Linked DNA regions of Mus musculus: regions 2, 3, 4 and 5 are each linked to region 1. The links are chromatin contacts, called in public promoter capture Hi-C maps. All regions are on one chromosome and are shown on one strand. Each heading gives the region's core, a stretch centred on a gene start, on an enhancer-like site or on the middle of the called end of the contact. The rest is flanking DNA. Distances are from core to core; before and after follow the strand shown.

Evidence for each region. Promoter capture Hi-C pulls out the DNA fragments that hold promoters and counts their contacts. Capture Hi-C pulls out chosen DNA fragments and counts their contacts.
Region 2: a contact with region 1 is called in a promoter capture Hi-C map of pre-B cells, with 4 times the contacts expected there. The contact joins the promoter of Nt5c2 here to the promoter of Sfxn3 in region 1.
Region 3: a promoter capture Hi-C map of liver shows a contact between it and region 1, with 4 times the contacts expected there. The contact joins the promoter of Nolc1 here to the promoter of Sfxn3 in region 1. A contact is called at or near these places in 3 of 39 promoter capture datasets (the 3T3-L1 cell line, embryonic stem cells and pre-B cells), 3 of 115 datasets of contacts at active chromatin or transcription factors (embryonic stem cells, pancreatic cancer cells and trophoblast stem cells) and 1 of 9 other capture datasets (liver).
Region 4: a contact with region 1 is called in a promoter capture Hi-C map of liver, with 4 times the contacts expected there. The contact joins the promoter of Cnnm2 here to the promoter of Sfxn3 in region 1. A contact is called at or near these places in 1 of 39 promoter capture datasets (pre-B cells) and 1 of 9 other capture datasets (liver).
Region 5: a promoter capture Hi-C map of erythroid cells shows a contact between it and region 1, with 15 times the contacts expected there. The contact joins the promoter of Gbf1 here to the promoter of Sfxn3 in region 1. A contact is called at or near these places in 1 of 39 promoter capture datasets (erythroid cells), 1 of 484 Hi-C or Micro-C datasets (CD4 T cells) and 1 of 115 datasets of contacts at active chromatin or transcription factors (astrocytes).

What each region holds. Positions count from the first base shown.
Region 1 is chr19:45,045,979-45,049,126 of GRCm38.p6, reverse strand. Sfxn3 (sideroflexin 3) reads right to left here and starts at 1,551. Exons shown (of 11, transcript NM_053197.4): 1 at 1,237-1,551; 2 at 1-23. The coding sequence starts at 20. It also overlaps a transcript of Pdzd7 not described here.
Region 2 is chr19:46,960,841-46,963,737 of GRCm38.p6, reverse strand. Nt5c2 (5'-nucleotidase, cytosolic II) reads left to right here and starts at 1,430. Exons shown (of 18, transcript NM_029810.5): 1 at 1,430-1,466.
Region 3 is chr19:46,074,441-46,077,627 of GRCm38.p6, reverse strand. Nolc1 (nucleolar and coiled-body phosphoprotein 1) reads right to left here and starts at 1,781. Exons shown (of 13, transcript NM_001039353.2): 1 at 1,479-1,781. The coding sequence starts at 1,598. RefSeq lists cis regulatory regions at 1,824-1,830, 1,853-1,859 and an enhancer at 1,801-1,872.
Region 4 is chr19:46,759,691-46,762,899 of GRCm38.p6, reverse strand. It overlaps Cnnm2 (cyclin M2), which reads right to left and starts at 1,291. Exons shown (of 8, transcript NM_033569.3): 1 at 1-1,291. The coding sequence starts at 1,127.
Region 5 is chr19:46,150,984-46,153,908 of GRCm38.p6, reverse strand. It overlaps Gbf1 (golgi-specific brefeldin A-resistance factor 1), which reads right to left and starts at 1,351. Exons shown (of 40, transcript NM_178930.3): 1 at 1,117-1,351.

The DNA of each region.
Region 1 (3,148 bases), core at 302-2,801:
TTTAAGGGCAGGTCACCCATCTTCTGCAAGGTAGCAAGAATAAGGGTCAGGTCCAAGGACTTCCTTCACTTGGGAGACACTTTGGTGGCTCTGCCTTGGCCCCAGAAACTGACCAGTGCTTGCAGGTGCTCAAGGTCACTCCAGATCCATAAACAAGGGTGGGGGAGGAGTTGTTCCCTAGGTAGTGTTTTAGCCAGGAACATACAGCCACTTAAGAGCCGGAGGGAAGACCAGAACCAAGAATATAGCTTTCCTGACGCTGTGGCCTGATGCCAGATTTACGTGTGTGTGAGTGTGTGTGTGTGTGTGTGTGTGTGTGTGTGTGTGTGTGTGTGTGTGATTCCCCAGCAGCAGCTAATCTGGGGCAGCTATCTTGAGCTCCTGCTATAGGAGCACAGAACATGGATAACACACCCAAGCCCTTTCCAGCTTCAGGCCCCAGCTGCCCCAAGACTTAGATAAAAACTTCCAAGGCTGTTTGGAAAAATGACAGAAGGCAGCCCACACTCAAGCCCCTGATTGGAGGAGACATTAGGCACCTGAGGGCTGATCCGTACCAGATCTCAAACAGCACTGGAGTGGCAGCCATTTGTGAACATGTGAGCACCCACATAGCCTCCTCAAACCCACTTGCTTCCACTCCTACACAATAACTCCGGGCTCTCCCTGGTCCTGGGTTGAATAGAACTGACGCAGGCACCCACCCAACTCTCTCTGAGCCTCAGAAAAACCTCAGGAAAGGGCGAGATTCAATGGATGCCCCTCCGCCCAGCACAAAAAGGAATGCCAAGAACAGCCATCTGGCTGTGTTAGGCAAAAATCCTGCAGAGTGACTAATACCCTCCAACCCCACTTCCTCCCTCACAGTAGACACCGTCCCCACCCGACTTTCACATACTTATACACAAAGACAGGCACGCCCTCCCCAGCACACAAACAGGTTAGAGTCACACTGTATACACTAGTCAACCAACCAGAGTACCGTTACACACACACACACACACACACACACACACACACACACACACGCTCAGCCATATCTATCAGTTGCAGACATTTGAAAGCATGCCTAACACACAGCCTCAACCAACCCCTCCTTGTGCCCTACAGATCCTAACAGACCACGCAATATGGAATTCCCATAAGAGAGAGCACCTCTCTCAAGGCAAGCCTTCTGTTCTGAGCCCAAGCCCTCACCCCTCCACTTTGCTGATTCCCAAGGCAGCAGGCACTCACGCTTTCCGGGGTTTTCAGCCTCTAGAAGCTCTCAGACCCGCCTTCCTCACCGCTCTCCGCTTTCCTCCCAGCCATCACCGAGACGTCACGCGTGACGCTGAGCAGCAGGGAAGGGCGGGGGCTCCCTGAGCTCGTTCGCCTGACCCACCCCCCCTCTTGGCAGAGTTCCGAGACAGTGGATGTCCAGAGTGATTCTCCCAGACCAGGCCGTTGAGACCAAACCCGACCCAGTCCTGGGAAGCAATTCTGGCCTCCTTCCCAACCAGGGAGAAAAGGGGAGGAGCCGCCCCACTTGCCTCCTTCGCTTGCAGTCCCTTAGCTTGCCTCTGGAGGCACCCACCCCCGCAGCACCCAGTCTAGGTGCACTGGGTGCGGGTGAGCGGCGTGGAGGGCGGGCCTCTGAGGGTGCAACGCCCGGAGGGATTCGGATTACTGCTTGTTTACTTGATTGCTGCCTTGGCAATGGACTCTCCTTGCTTGCACCCTGGTCTGCTACTCCAGGTCTTAGAGGCTCCTTTTGCAGATCCTCGTCATTCGCATCTCTTTCCAGCCACATTGTTGTGGTATCTGTGCCCCTTTTGTGTTCCCAGTCCCCTTTGCCACCTAATCCCCAGCTCCACTGTGCCAGCAATTTTTTGTACCCCCAACACTTATCCGTACACAAACTGACGCCCCAGTCCTAGGGATGTGCACGGCCAAAGTTTCCCGTGATCTCTGCCTGCATCCAAGCAGGCGCATCAGAAAGATTCTTCTCCTAGTGGCCTGGGATCAGCTGCTGTATCGTGCGGCCTTTCCAGAACAGGGTGTCTCCGAAGGTGAAGAAGGCATTACACACACACATCCCTTATCCATCAGCACCCAGGGCACAGCGGCGACACAGCCATGTTCCAGCTTTCCTTCCTGCTGATCTCAGGCTCAGGTTCAGCTCTTTCGTTTGTGACATTCTCCCACAGAGACCTTAGGGATGACTACGGAAGGGATGGCAATTTCAGGAAGCTAGCGTGGCCCGGAGAAGACGTGATTCTAGTAGCCAGTGGAACCCAGCCAGTTCCAGAGCCTGGGTTCCAACGACCAGTTGGGGTTCAGAGTTGGGGCGGGCAGAGCCCAGAGGTATCAGACAGGTGAGAAGCTACAATCCGGACAGGCTACCAAAGGTGCTAGAAGAGAATGACTGGCGGTCTCAGCAGCCAATGGGATCCCAGGACCGCGCAGGGTAGCTCTATTCCAGCAGCTGCGCGGAGCGTGGGCGGGGTCCTTAGTTCACTGTATCGCGCCCGCCAGCGGGCGACAAGGGCAGCGGCGGCACACGGGACCAGGTGAGGTGGCCAAGTCCTAGAGGTAGCGAGGCAGGAGGTCCTACATGGGGGAGTCTGTTTTTTGGTTTACAGAAATGCTCTAGAGGGCGTGACCCCTGGTTTTGCACTAGCGATTTGTGGGGCTCTCTCCAGAAGATCACTCAGTCCTGGGATAGAGTCTTGCAGCGACTTTAGACTCACAACTGCAGCCTGGAGCCTGACATTCACCTGGGGGTGGCGGTGGGGGGCAAGCTCGACCGCAGCTATCCCAGGTCCTGAAGTCCAGCTCGGGAGGCTAGCCCCTACCCATATACATATACACACAGGAAAGATGCTGCAGTAAACTGTGTGGCACCCATTCTCCTCTCTCTCTTTAAAACTCAAGAGCCTGCTGTGACCCCCATCTCTACTCTCTGAGTGTCAGATGAGGACCGGAGACTGGGTGGATGACTCCATTGAGAATAGCAATGGAGGAATGGAGGGAGGAATGGAAGGAAAGTGTCCCAATGGCCTTGTAGAAACAAATCCCCAAATCCAAGATGGTGCAGAACTGGGCCGATCTCCTCTGGGCCCAGGATGGGAGAGGGGGACAGGATGTTCAAGTCAGGAGGAAGTGC
Region 2 (2,897 bases), core at 181-2,680, 1.9 Mb before region 1:
ATTTTTCCCATGTTGAAAAGCCTAATAGGTGAAAAGCCTAATAGGGGCTTATCCTCAGCTGACCTAGGCAGGGTGAAAGGCACAGGAGGGTAAGTAGAAGCTGTTAGCAGAGCCCTCCTGTTTTCAAAAACACCCTGTGGTTCAGGTTGACTGCAAGTGTAATGAGTCAGTAGTATGTCTGCCAAGAACTTTCTTCTCTTTTTCATTTTCTTCTCCTTCCTCCTCTTTCTTCCTTGTTCCCCCCCCCCCCCTCACCATTGCTTCCTCTCCCTTTTTTCTTTCTTTCATTATGTTGCTCAGGTTAACTTCAAATTCTGGGCTCACGTAATCCTCTTGCCTTAGTCCTAGCATCTCCAGAAGCTAGGACTCCCGGCAAGCTACCATACTTAGTGTTCACTGAGAACTTTACTGCACAAATGCAAGGCGCTGTTACAAAGTGGAAGCCATAGTCCTCCTTGATTATGATGGTACTACAAAACTTGGCTTAGTCTTGGATGATACCATCTAAAGGAAATCAAAATCAAATCAGCCAAATGCCTGAGAGAAAGACAAAGATCCTCAGAATTAGGACAGAGGAAAAACAATGGGAGGGATCAAATATCCCCAACTCGGGAAGATCTTGGGCAAAGTCCAAGGTCGAAGAACCAGTAGATCAGTTGCTTTTCCGAGGCTCCCAGGACTAGAATTTGGTCTTTGCGATGAATTCCAGAGCTGCCCAGACTAAGGAATGCAGTGTTCTGGACATAGTGGGTGGGCTGTCTTGTAGTGAAGTACGGTAACGGGTGTCAGTGTATTCAACTACTATTTATTGTTTGCTAGGATCCAGAACTAAGCCTGGAGTCTGTATTGTTTCATTCTATCAATAATATCTCGGATAAATCAACTGTGTGTAGTCAGGTTCCTTGGTTGGTTCCCTGGGTAAGTAGTGAAACTAGGATTTGAACTCATTCTGATAAACCCCAAAGCTGGTCCCTATGATTATCATGGAGTTGAGTTCAAGGTCTTCCAGGGAGACCCTCTGGTTCGTTTGTCTAGGAGTAAGCTGCTAGGAGTAAGGGACACACTCTTCCCACCTTAGGGAAAGCCTCTCGCAGAGTAGGCGTGGTCACCTAAGGTAGGGGCGGGGCAGCCAGGAGTGTGCTGAGGGGAGCAGGCAAAAAGCCAAGAGGTGGTTATTCCTAGGAAATGGATAGGTTGTTAACGTGCATCACCCTCGGAGTTTAGCAGCTCTGGGAGTTCTGTGGTGGGAAGTTCCCCGAGCCCTGTGAGGGGCCCTGAGACAGGACCGCCCGCCAGGGAGCATCGCCGCGGCCGGCTTCTGCGGCGGAGCCCGGGTAAGGAACAGAGCGCCGGTCCCTGGCCGGGCGCGAGCTGGGGGCGGTGCCGGGGCGGCGGGGGCGGGGAGGGCGCGCGCCGAGGCGGCTGCGGCAGTTGCGCGCTAGGATTGCTGCCGTGCGGTGCGGCCGGTGAGTGCGGCGGCACCCGCGGCGGGCGGGAGGGGGCTTGGAGCGGGCGGGCGGCGAGCGAGCAGGCTGGGGAGGATGCGCGGCCCAGCGCGCGACCCAGCGGCCCCCGCCGTCCGCCCGGCGTCCCTTTCCTCAGGGCTCCCTACCCCGGCCCAGATCTGCCCGCGCGCCCGCGGCCTCAGCGCCCCGGCGTGGCGCACGCCCCCGGCCCGGGCGCCCCCGGCCCGCCGCAGCCCCTTCCCCGCGCGGCGGCGACGCCCCCGGCCCACGTCATGCTCGCGCCATTGTTTCCCAGCGTCCGCTAGCTGGGACCCCGCCTTTCTCGCGGAGTGGGCGGGCAGGCGCCGCTCTCGGTTCCCCTGGTCTCTCTGGGCTGGCAGCCTGGCCTCAGTTCTCGTGAGGCGGGTGCGGGGCTCCCCTCATGGGCTGCGAGCCTGGCAGGGTTTGGATCTGCCCGCGGAATGGCCCACGAGCCAGTTTTGTGGTGCGCAGTACTTCCTGGAAAGCTCACATCAATTGCAAGTCTCGCCTAAAGACGTTTGGAGGCGGTTTGTCCCTCGCCTTTTTTTTTCTGGGGCCCCCGAAGCCCTGCAGGGCGAGATGCAGAAGTGGGGCCTGTTACAAGAACAGCGTTTTGAGCGGTTGGCTTTGCCTGGCCGCAGCCTTTAAAAGCATTAGATGAAGGTTTGTGTCGGATTTGTTTCACAGCCTCGGTAGTCGAGGGCTGTGCTCTAATAGAGCACTCTGAAATGACTAGTCACTCAACACGGTTGCGTGTTCCCCACCACTTCTCTGCGCCCCCCCCCCCCCCGCACATTGTTTCATAATGACCGTAGACCTATAATTTTTCTTAAGGGATGCAAATTCCTTTGGCCGTCATGTGTAGGGGGAGGATGTTAAAACGGTGCCATTTATCGTAGACGTAGTGAGTACAGAAAGACTTCAGGTCTTTCACATAGTCACCTTAGCATTTTCCATCAATGGCTAAGAATGTAAGAGAAGACATCAGGGCTTAGAGGTTCAGTTTAACAAACCAGCTGGTTAAAAATTGCAATAAAATCGTTGCGGGTGCTCGTAGTGGCAAGGTGGTTATGCTGGGCTGTTGATACAAGGATTGATGCTTCCCGGCTTGCTTCCGAAGAGCATTTCCATTACAATATGAACCTGTTTGTAGGCCTCGAACAGGCTCTGTACCCTAGTGGCCTCGAACTTGGGATCTTTCTCTTCCAGGTCCCTAACAGATATTAATAGGCTTGTTCCACCATGCCTGAGCTTGAAAAACTGGTTTAAGCTTCACTCTTACCAAAAAAATGAACAAAAAGCCAAATTCAGTACTATTGGTTGTTGCATTATTCTCAGCCAGCATTAATCTGTAAAATAAGATGCCCTTCAAGGTTCTGTCGTATGAAACAGTACAGTCATCAGAAGCGT
Region 3 (3,187 bases), core at 532-3,031, 1.0 Mb before region 1:
AGAGGAGAGTAATAATGAGCACTGGCTAGATGGTCCATCAATTCAGAGCACATGGAGTTGGGGGGGGGGGTTGGGGGATGTATTACCAGATCACATGTCAGGCTGTCCCGGCTGAAAGAACTCCCTTATTATGAGACTGACCTGATCTTTCCTTTTGTGGCAAAAATCACCTTTTTGTATTTTGCTACAAAGAAGTAACCTATCTCAAAAGATCTGGTGGCCTATAACCCAAGAGTCCCAGGATCTAAGGCCTACAGCCTTTCAAGGTGTTTCCACGAACACTACAGCTTTTCTTTCATTTTTTTTCCCCCTTATTTATGTGAGTTCATCTTTGCTGTCTTCAGACACACTAGAAGAATGGGCATCTGATCCCATTACAGATGGTTGTGAGCCACCATGTGGTTGGTTGCTGAGAATTGAACTCGGGACCTCTAAAAGAGCAGTCAGTGGTCGTAACTGCTGAGCCGTCTCTCCAGCCCGCTACAGCTTTTCTTAAGGTGCAGAGTAAACATTTTGCTCTTACATAACAGCTGTCACTCACCCCATGTTCCTGTGTGCCTACAATGGAGTTACTACTTTGTGCATTTTTCTCTCAGTGAGTCTCATTCACTCAAAAGCTGTAAATTGGGCTGAGCATGGTGATATACACCTTTAATCCCAGCACTTGGTAGACAGAGACTGAGCTGAGTTCAAGGCCAGTATGGTATACAAAGTGTGCTGCAGGGCAGTAAGGCACTTAGCATGAAGAGGCTGTGACAAGAGGTACAGAAGTTCATATCCATCCTCCACTACACAAGGACTACATGAACTTTGTCTCAAACAAAAGGCTGCTGGGATCATACATGCAGAAAGCCGCAGAGCCTGGCCTAACATCACTACCTGGAGCTCCAAGCTCAGTGCCAACTTAACACAGGCGGACGCTCACTACTCCTAGAGTATACTGAAAGCAACCTATCACCACACTCATTCATTTTTTTCTTTTTAAAAAAATAAGTAAATACAATATGAAGTCCTAGCTATCATTACTTCGCAATTTATCCCTGCACTCACTCATCTTCTTTTGTAAAAACAAACAAGTGTATAAATAGAATCCAAGCCTTCATTACTAAAATCTTTGAGTCTCAGGTAAAACTGCAATTAAGGGTAAGTCCAACAAAAAGTACAGAAGAACCACGCACCGCCAACCCAATGCTCCCGGAGGGATCTAGCGCCACATGTCCTGGGTCACGAGGGACCCATGCCTGTCACCGCTGCAAAAACTCACACCAAGTAAAAGCCGTAATACTCGGAGCTAGCTAGTCAGACATGGTGGAAGGAGACACCGAGACCTCCAGCCTGAGGAAGGTCCGCAGAGAAGCTGGGCAGACAACGGACTGACAGACCCCAGCCCTCGCCTCCTTAACTTCTAAAGCCGACAAGGCCTAGATTAGCTCGGAGAGTCGTCCCACCCCGGCCCGCAGACCAAACCAAGGACTCACAGCGCCGGTCGCTTTTGCAAATTTACTGGCCACCTCCGAGAGTTGGCTATCCCGCAGAAATCTGAGCACAAGGGGATAAAGGTCGCTGGGAACCACGCGGCGCAAGCCGGTATCCGCCATGCTCCGGGTAAAACGCGTCACTACCGTTGCGCACGCGGCACGACTTAAGAACACCAAAGCACAGCCCGGGTCGAGGGCGGGTCCAGTGTCGTCATCAAGTCGCGCGCGGCGCGCAGCGGAAAAGAGTGGCGCACACGAGGTCGCGTACCCTCCACCCGGGAGGAGAGACCCAGACTAAATCTAGAAGTTGCTTCCGGTCCCACACGCGTCATCATCCTGCAGGGGGCGGAGCCCACGAGCCGCCCACTAAGGAGGCGGAGCTTCTACGTCAGATGCCACGCTCCTGTCCGAGGCGGGAAAACTTGCAAATTCCCGCGCATTACCTTTGCTGAATGGGCTTCTTCCTACTGTAGATTTCCAAGCCCTGGCTGCTACTGAGACCTCACAGTACTGAATGGACTAACAATAATGGGTGCACTGGAGAACTCGAGGCTCTTTCAACCCTTCTAGAGGTGTCACCTACTGCTCAAACTCCCACGGACAATGGCTTCCTCCCTCCCTTCACACCCAGTGAAGTCCTTCAGGATACCACCCAGACCCAGACTCAAATCAGAGGATCCTAAAAGTTGTGGTGACAAGGTGTTGGTACCCCACATTGTCTGTCAGTCATAGCTAGGTTACAAGACAGTTATCCTTCCCATCTACAATTCGGAGAACAGGAACACGGGACCATCCCAGGGAAAAGATCAAGAAAAATCCTTTCTTCCTAAAGAAAGAAGTCACAGTGAATTCGGAAAACTTCAGTATCAGCTACTGTCCAGGTCAGGAAGCAATAAAGATGCACTTCCGGTGAATACCTTTCTTTTACTTTCCTCAAAACAGGCGCTCCTTCTAAAAGGACCCGTTATCCTATTTCCCAGAGGTGCTTCTATGCATACACAATCGTTTGTTTGTTTGTTTTGGCTTGTTTTTTTTTTTTCCAAGACAGAAAGGTTTCTCCGTATAGCCCTGGCTGTCCTGGAACTAACTTTGTAGACCAGGCTGGCCTCGAACTTAGAAATCCGTCTGCCTCCCGAGTGCTGGGATTAAAGGCTTGCGCCACCACGCCCGGCCTCAAAATCGTTTTTTTTAAAATACACACACCACCGGGCGGTGGTGGCGTACACCTTTAATCGCAGCACTCGGGAGGCAGAGGCAGGCGGATTTCTGAGTTCGAGGCCAGCCTGGTCTACAAAGTGACTTCCAGGACAGCCAGGGCTACACGGAGAAACCCTGTCTCGGAAAAAAAGAAAAAAAAAAAAAATTCACAAACCAAGATGGTGATCAAAACCAAACTGGTGAGCTTTAATGACACTTAATAGACACTAACCCCAGTTGAGAAAACTTTTATTCTCATAGGTATGGTGGCAAATGATTTTTTTGTTGTTGTTTTGTTTTGTTTTTCCGAGACAGGATTTCTCTGTAGCCCTGGCTGTCCTGGAGCTCACTTTGTAGACCAGGCTGGCCTTGAACTCAGAAATCCGCCTGCCTCTGCCACCCGAAAGCTGGGATTAAAGGCATGAGCCACCACACCCGGAGGCTAATGATTTTAAACCCAGAGTTGAGAGGCAAAAATTGCAGATGTCTGAGAGAGGGAGAAGATAAGAGGG
Region 4 (3,209 bases), core at 42-2,541, 1.7 Mb before region 1:
ATGGTGTTGGCCCCTACCGCCAGGCCGTGTCGGGAGCAGATGGCTTGGGGCACGATTTCTCCGAAGATGACGATGCCAATGGTGGAGACCACCACCGCCACAAGGCCTGAGCCCGCAATGTCGTCCAGCAGGATGGTGAGCGTGGTGTTGACCAGTACGTTGCCCAGCAGCAGCGAGCACAGCAGGTAGTTGCCCTGCCTGCGCACCGGCTCGATGCGCTTGGCATAATTCTTCTCTTTCTCCGTGCCGCAGTTTTGCACGATGCGCAGCTCCATCGGGTCCAGAGCCATGAGCCCCAGGTTGAGGCCGCTGAACATGCCCGACAGGCACAGCAGCAGCGAGATGAAGATCACTTGCAGCCAGAAGGGCAGCAAGAACTTCTTCTCCTCGCCCACTATCATCTTGGTGTCCTCACCGTCGTGGTAAATCCAGGTGGTCTCGGCCCACGGAGGAGGCGGGAGTCCGGCCACCCCCGCGCCACCCTTGCCCCCGACGGTGCCACTCGCAGACCCGGAGCCGCCGGCGCCTAGTGCGGGCGTGGAGAGAGACGTGCACAGGTAATAAGACTTGCTCTTCTCCATCTTGCGCAGCGGTTTAATCTCGATCTCGATGATGCCCGATGTGCGGCGATTGAGAATGATGTGGGGCAAGATGATGATGTCTGAGGTGCGGATGCCGCAGCGCTGGGGGCCGCTGTCCGGCTCCGGAGGCGCGGGGCCCCCCAGCCCACGCTCGCTGGGTGTGTGCCGGCGCCGCTCGTGCTCAGTGAAGGCGATGCGGGACCACGTCTCGTTGTTGATGTTCTGCCCGTACACCCGCAGCTTGACCCGGGTCCGCTCGCTCACCCGCAGAGCACCCCCTTCCATGAACGACACGTCGTTCGTATCCTCCAGCCGCAGCCCGATGATCACGGTCTCCTCGTTCTCGCCGGCCGCTGTGCAGCCGCCCGCTCCCCAGCAGCAGCTCAGCAGTAGCAGCGGCAGCAGCCGGCCCGCAGCTGCTTGCAGGACCCCCCGGCCGCGGGCACTGAGGCTGCGGCGCGCCGCCATCTTCCAAGTGGGCAGTGCGGCGGCTGCCTGCCCGCCCGCCATCTTTACTTCGGGTTCACAAGCGCCACAGCCAATCATAGGGTGGCTGCTCCAGCTGAGGCTTCATCCTTCCCACCCGGCGGCGCGAGCGCAGGCACCGGCGCCCGAGCAGGACTGCAACCGCGCGTTCGCGCCCAGCCCTTAGCTGTCCTTCTCTCTGAATGACACTGATTCGGACTGAGCCAGCTGAGGAACCCCCGGGCTCGAGGGAGGAGGGAGCGGAGGGAGGGGCGTGCTAGCCTCTCCCGCGAGAGGCAGGTCTGCCAGCCAATCAAGAGCGGGTGCCCGCCTTCCCAGCCAGGGGGCTGGAATGGGGGCGTGGTCGCAGTCGGCGTGCCGCACCAATGGCACGGGAGGTGGGCGGGGAGATGAGGGCCACTGTCCTCCTCTGCATGCCAAGTTTCCAACTGAAAGGCGCGTGACTCTTGTGTATGCGCGGGGAGGAGGCGTGGCCATCCCGGATGCAAGAGCCAGTCAAAGATGAGCGCTGTAGGGATGGGGGCGTGGTCTTCCTCCAGGCGGCCAATGAAAGGGAGCGGTCCGCGGGTGCGGCGCTCCCTGTGGGGTCTCTGTAGTAGATCCTCGCGCGCGGCTTGGCAGCCCTGCAATACTGCCCTGAGGCGCGAGGCCTCGGGTCCTTGCTGCAGGGACTTGCGGGCTCCACGGGGCTCCGTGTCGCCGCAGAATGGGCTGAGCCCTCCTTCCCTGGGAGCACCAGAGCCGGACTGGAGACAGCTTACGATGCACATAGCCTAAAACCAAATCGGGATACTAGTCAAGCCCCCCAGCCCACTACCCCTGCATGCGGTTCCTCTGGAGATTCGCGGTGACAGGGTGGCCCTAGCAACGCCGAGGACCTGCGGTCTCCGTGACTCTGTGAGCCCTCAGCTGCTCACGATCATGTGGCGCCACCTGCCGGCCCTCACGGACGACCTTTGCTGTTTTCTAGCTCTCAACAAACCTCTCAAAGTGTGGTCAGCTTCCCAAACTTTGTCATCACAGGGATTCTCCTGTAGTCCTGCTATAATCACAGAATGAGATGGACCCTATTTTTGGTTTTGTTTTGTTTTGTTTTGTTTTGTTTTTTAACGTGCACCCAGGCAATTTGGGGAAATAGGAAGGGGAGAGCAACCTGAGAAGGCCCATGAAAGCTTATTATGAAATGCACAGGTCAAACGCTGTTAGCTCCGGAGAAGATTCATTGTGGAGCACAGCTCACCAGGACTCTCAAGTCCATTGCATCAGACTAGATGCGGTAGCACAGTAGCTCCCAAACTGAACTTTCTGCCTCCCAACTGAAGCGCGTTTTAAAATGTTTTTCCTGATCTTACTTTGTATTCCATAAACACAATACTCTTCCTTTTTTGTGAACACCCACAGTGTTTTTTATAATTTCCAGGACGAGTGATTTCTGGGCTCATTTCAGCGGTATCCTCGCAATTCTCTCTTTTTTTTTTTTTTTTTTTTTTGTTGTTTTGTTTTGTTTTGTTGTTGTTTACAGGGTTTCTCTGTATAGCCCTGGCTGTCCTGGAGCTCACTTTGTAGACCAGGCTGACCTTGAACTCAGAAATCCGCCTGCCTCTGCCTCCCGAGTGCTGGGATTAAAGGCGTGCGCCACCACGCCCGGCCGCAATTCTGTCTTCTTTTATGCTTGTCCTCAACCATTCCCCTGACCTTCCAACTAATGACTTGTCAACCCAGGGCCCATTGCTCCCATATTTGAGCCCTCCCCTAACTCCTCATCTCCTGACAAAAGCCAGAGTGCTCTCATCGCCTACAAGGTTCTGCAAGCTCTGCCCCAACCAGGCTCTGTCATTTTCTCAGTCACTGCCAGGGGATCTTCCTGGCGTCTTCGCATGTGCCATGTCCTGTGGATGGGACTCAACTTCTTTCAGATGCCAACATAGCCCTGTTTAAAGGCTTTGCTCAAAGCCACCAGACTCCATCTCTCCCTTATTTTTCTTCAAAGCAAAGATCATTTACTAATACCATGTGTAAATTACTCATTTGGTTGATAATCTGTCCTCTCTAGAATTTTTGTACACTGTTATATCAGTTCACCCTAGAACACACCTATAGATATTCAAAACATGATATAAAAAGTGTTAAAGAAATAAAGAA
Region 5 (2,925 bases), core at 102-2,601, 1.1 Mb before region 1:
TAAAGACAGTGTCTCACTTGGCCCAGGCTGGCCTCTAACTCAAGAAGTAGCTGAGGATAACCTTGAATGTCAGGGCTAACCCTCGTGTTTCCATCTCCCAAGTAGGGAATAATTACAGATGTGGACCAACATGCCCAGTTTATGAAGTGCTAGGGACTGAACTCAAGGACTCCATACATGCAAGGCAAACACTCAACCAGCTACGTCTCCCTCCAGCCCTTTTCATGATTTTTCACCTACTAAAAATAAATAGACCACCAGGACCAAGCCTTATCAGTATTCAAACCCCTCTTAACTCTCAATCAAATGTGTCACAAAAGAGTGGCTGCCTTGGGATCAAACCTCATATCCTTAAAAAGAAGGGAGTTACAGTGGGTAAATGCCTACCCATAACACACACCTAAAGAGTTTAAGGCAGAAGGAGGTGGATCTTTGTAAATCCAAGGCCAGCCTGGTCTACATAGTGAATTCCAGAAAAACCAGAGCTACACAGAAAGAACCTGACTCAAAAAGAAAGAAAGGTGTTTACATGCAGACCCCTGGTGACAGCTGAGCTATCCTGTAAAAGCAAGATCTTACAGGCCAGGTTCTCAGGCGGCTGCCTCCAGTCTTCTATGCCTTCTGACTACCTAATCCAAACTGAGCTGGCTCATCTTTCAGGATTAATGGGGCGCTTCAGTTGTGCTAGGACGCAGTCACCCCGAAGTGACAGATGTACAGAATCTGAAAAGATTCACTCTCTAAACCCTGAAACCATCCTTAATTTTGCTTTCAGATGTTGAGGACTTTAGGGTGCAGAAGGGTCTGAAAAAGAAGAGCTGCAGGCCAGATTATGCCTAGGGAAAACAAACAAACAAACAAACAAAAACAAAAACAGATTCTAGCATCCACCGAGTCACAGGTGGAGCTGAAACACCCCTCGGGGACAAGGGTCTGACCTTTGGCCCCTGCACACCTCCCAACTCCCTCTCACATCAGTCCTCTGGGTTTACTTCTTCCCACTAAGCCCATCGCCCAGGCCGCTTCGCCCAACCGAAGGACCCTTCCTCCTTATTCTTGATGGCAACGTCAGGAGGCCCTCACGACGCTGGAACTCTAAGAAGAGACTTCGCTGACCTGTCAGCGGATCCAAAATGGCGGGGCCTAGTCCCAGAACCGGCGGCAGCCGCAGCTCATGTCCAGCCTGGCCCCGGAGGCGTCTCCCGGCCGCTCTCCCGGCGCCGGCGGCGAGTGAGAGAAGGGAAGGATCCTGTCTTCTGGAAGGCAACCCTAACTTCAGGGTGAGACCTCACTGCAGGCTGGAGTAAGTGGGCCGGGACGCTCGGTGGTGCCGGCTACCTTCCCTGTCAGCTCACTGACGTGGTAACTAGCCTCAGTCTAGCCCGCTGCCTGGTAACTGCGAGAGTCCTGCCGCGCTCAGCCAATCAGAGCGTGGCACTCTGAAAAGTGGCATTCCGACTATCCAATCGAAGAAAGAAATTAGCTCTGGGAGGCGTGCAATGCCCAAAGAGACCAGATTACAAGGGAAAGAAGAGTAGGTAGGGGACAGCCAACGGATACGAGGATTCTCTGACTGACAGTTACAGAAGCCAATAAACAATGAAAAATTGTGCTGGGCGGTTGAAGAGGTGGGGTCAGATAGGGTTCGGTTGCAGTGCGCTGTTTAGCAGTGGCTGCTGGGCATCCTGGGCAGGAAGGCTATGATTTGCTGGAAAGGGGGCGGGGTCCGTTTTGAGAGCTTGAGCGGGCGACCCTACTCCCCCAACTTCATCCTACCAAAGTCACCTGGGCTTTACTACTTTAGGGATCGCTCTCTTTCCAGGCAGGTCTGGGGTTGAAACGCGTTCCTAAATCCGGCCCGTGCAATCTTGCCTACGCCCTCCTGTCTTCTGTGCCCCACTTGGGTATATGTGCCTGTCTCATCCTAACTCTGATTTTTGCATTTTCTACTCCATTCCTACCATCCAGAAATAGAGAAAATGGTAGCAGAAATCTTGGATACCTAATTAGAGTATCCTCATTTTCCAGACGTGGAAAGAGTTCTACCGAGGAAAGCTGGATCCATGCATAGCAGAGAAAAACATACACCTACCCCAGCCAATTCGGTGCGGAGAGTAAGGGGCATGGGGGTACTTAATACTTCTTTTTAAAAAGAAAGAATTTGTCTATTTTAAGATAATGCTCTTAGCCACTAAACCATCTCTCCAGCCTCCCTCAATACTTGGTATACCTTACTCCATAGGGCTATATGACTCTCAGTTCAGCCCTTCCTATTAAGCCTTGGACAAATCTTAATGAACGATTGGTGGAGGTGTATGAGGATCAAGTCTGAGGGCCTAATCTCACACCATTAGTCCACATCGTTAACAAAAAGAAGAAGAAGAAGAAGAAGAAGAAGAAGAAGAAGAAGAAGAAGAAGAAGAAGAAGAAGAAGAAGAAGAAGAAGAAGAAGAGGAAGAAGAGGAAGAAGAGGAAGAAGAAGAAGAAGAAGAAGAAGAAGAAGAAGAAGAAGAAGAAGAAGAAGAAGAAGAAGAAGAAGAAGAAGAAGAAGAAGATGATGATGATGATGATGATGATTTCCCATTTTCCTTCGAAATGCGGACAGGTGAGACTGGAAAGGAAGCTTAGCAGTTAAGTGTGCTTGCTGCTCTTCCAGAAGACCTGAGTTCAGTTCCCAGGATGTACATAGCACTATCTACTGTAACTCCAGCTCCAGAGGGATCCAACACTTTGGGCACATACTCACACAGAGACACGCGCGCTCTCGTGTGTGTGTGTGTGTGTGTGTGTGTGTGTGTGTGAGAGAGAGAGAGAGAGGGGGGGGGAGAGAGAGAGAGAGAGAGAGAGATCTTTCTGTAACCCTGGCTACTGACTGTCCTTGAAGCCCAGGCTGGCTTCAACCTCACAGAGATCTACCTGCCACTG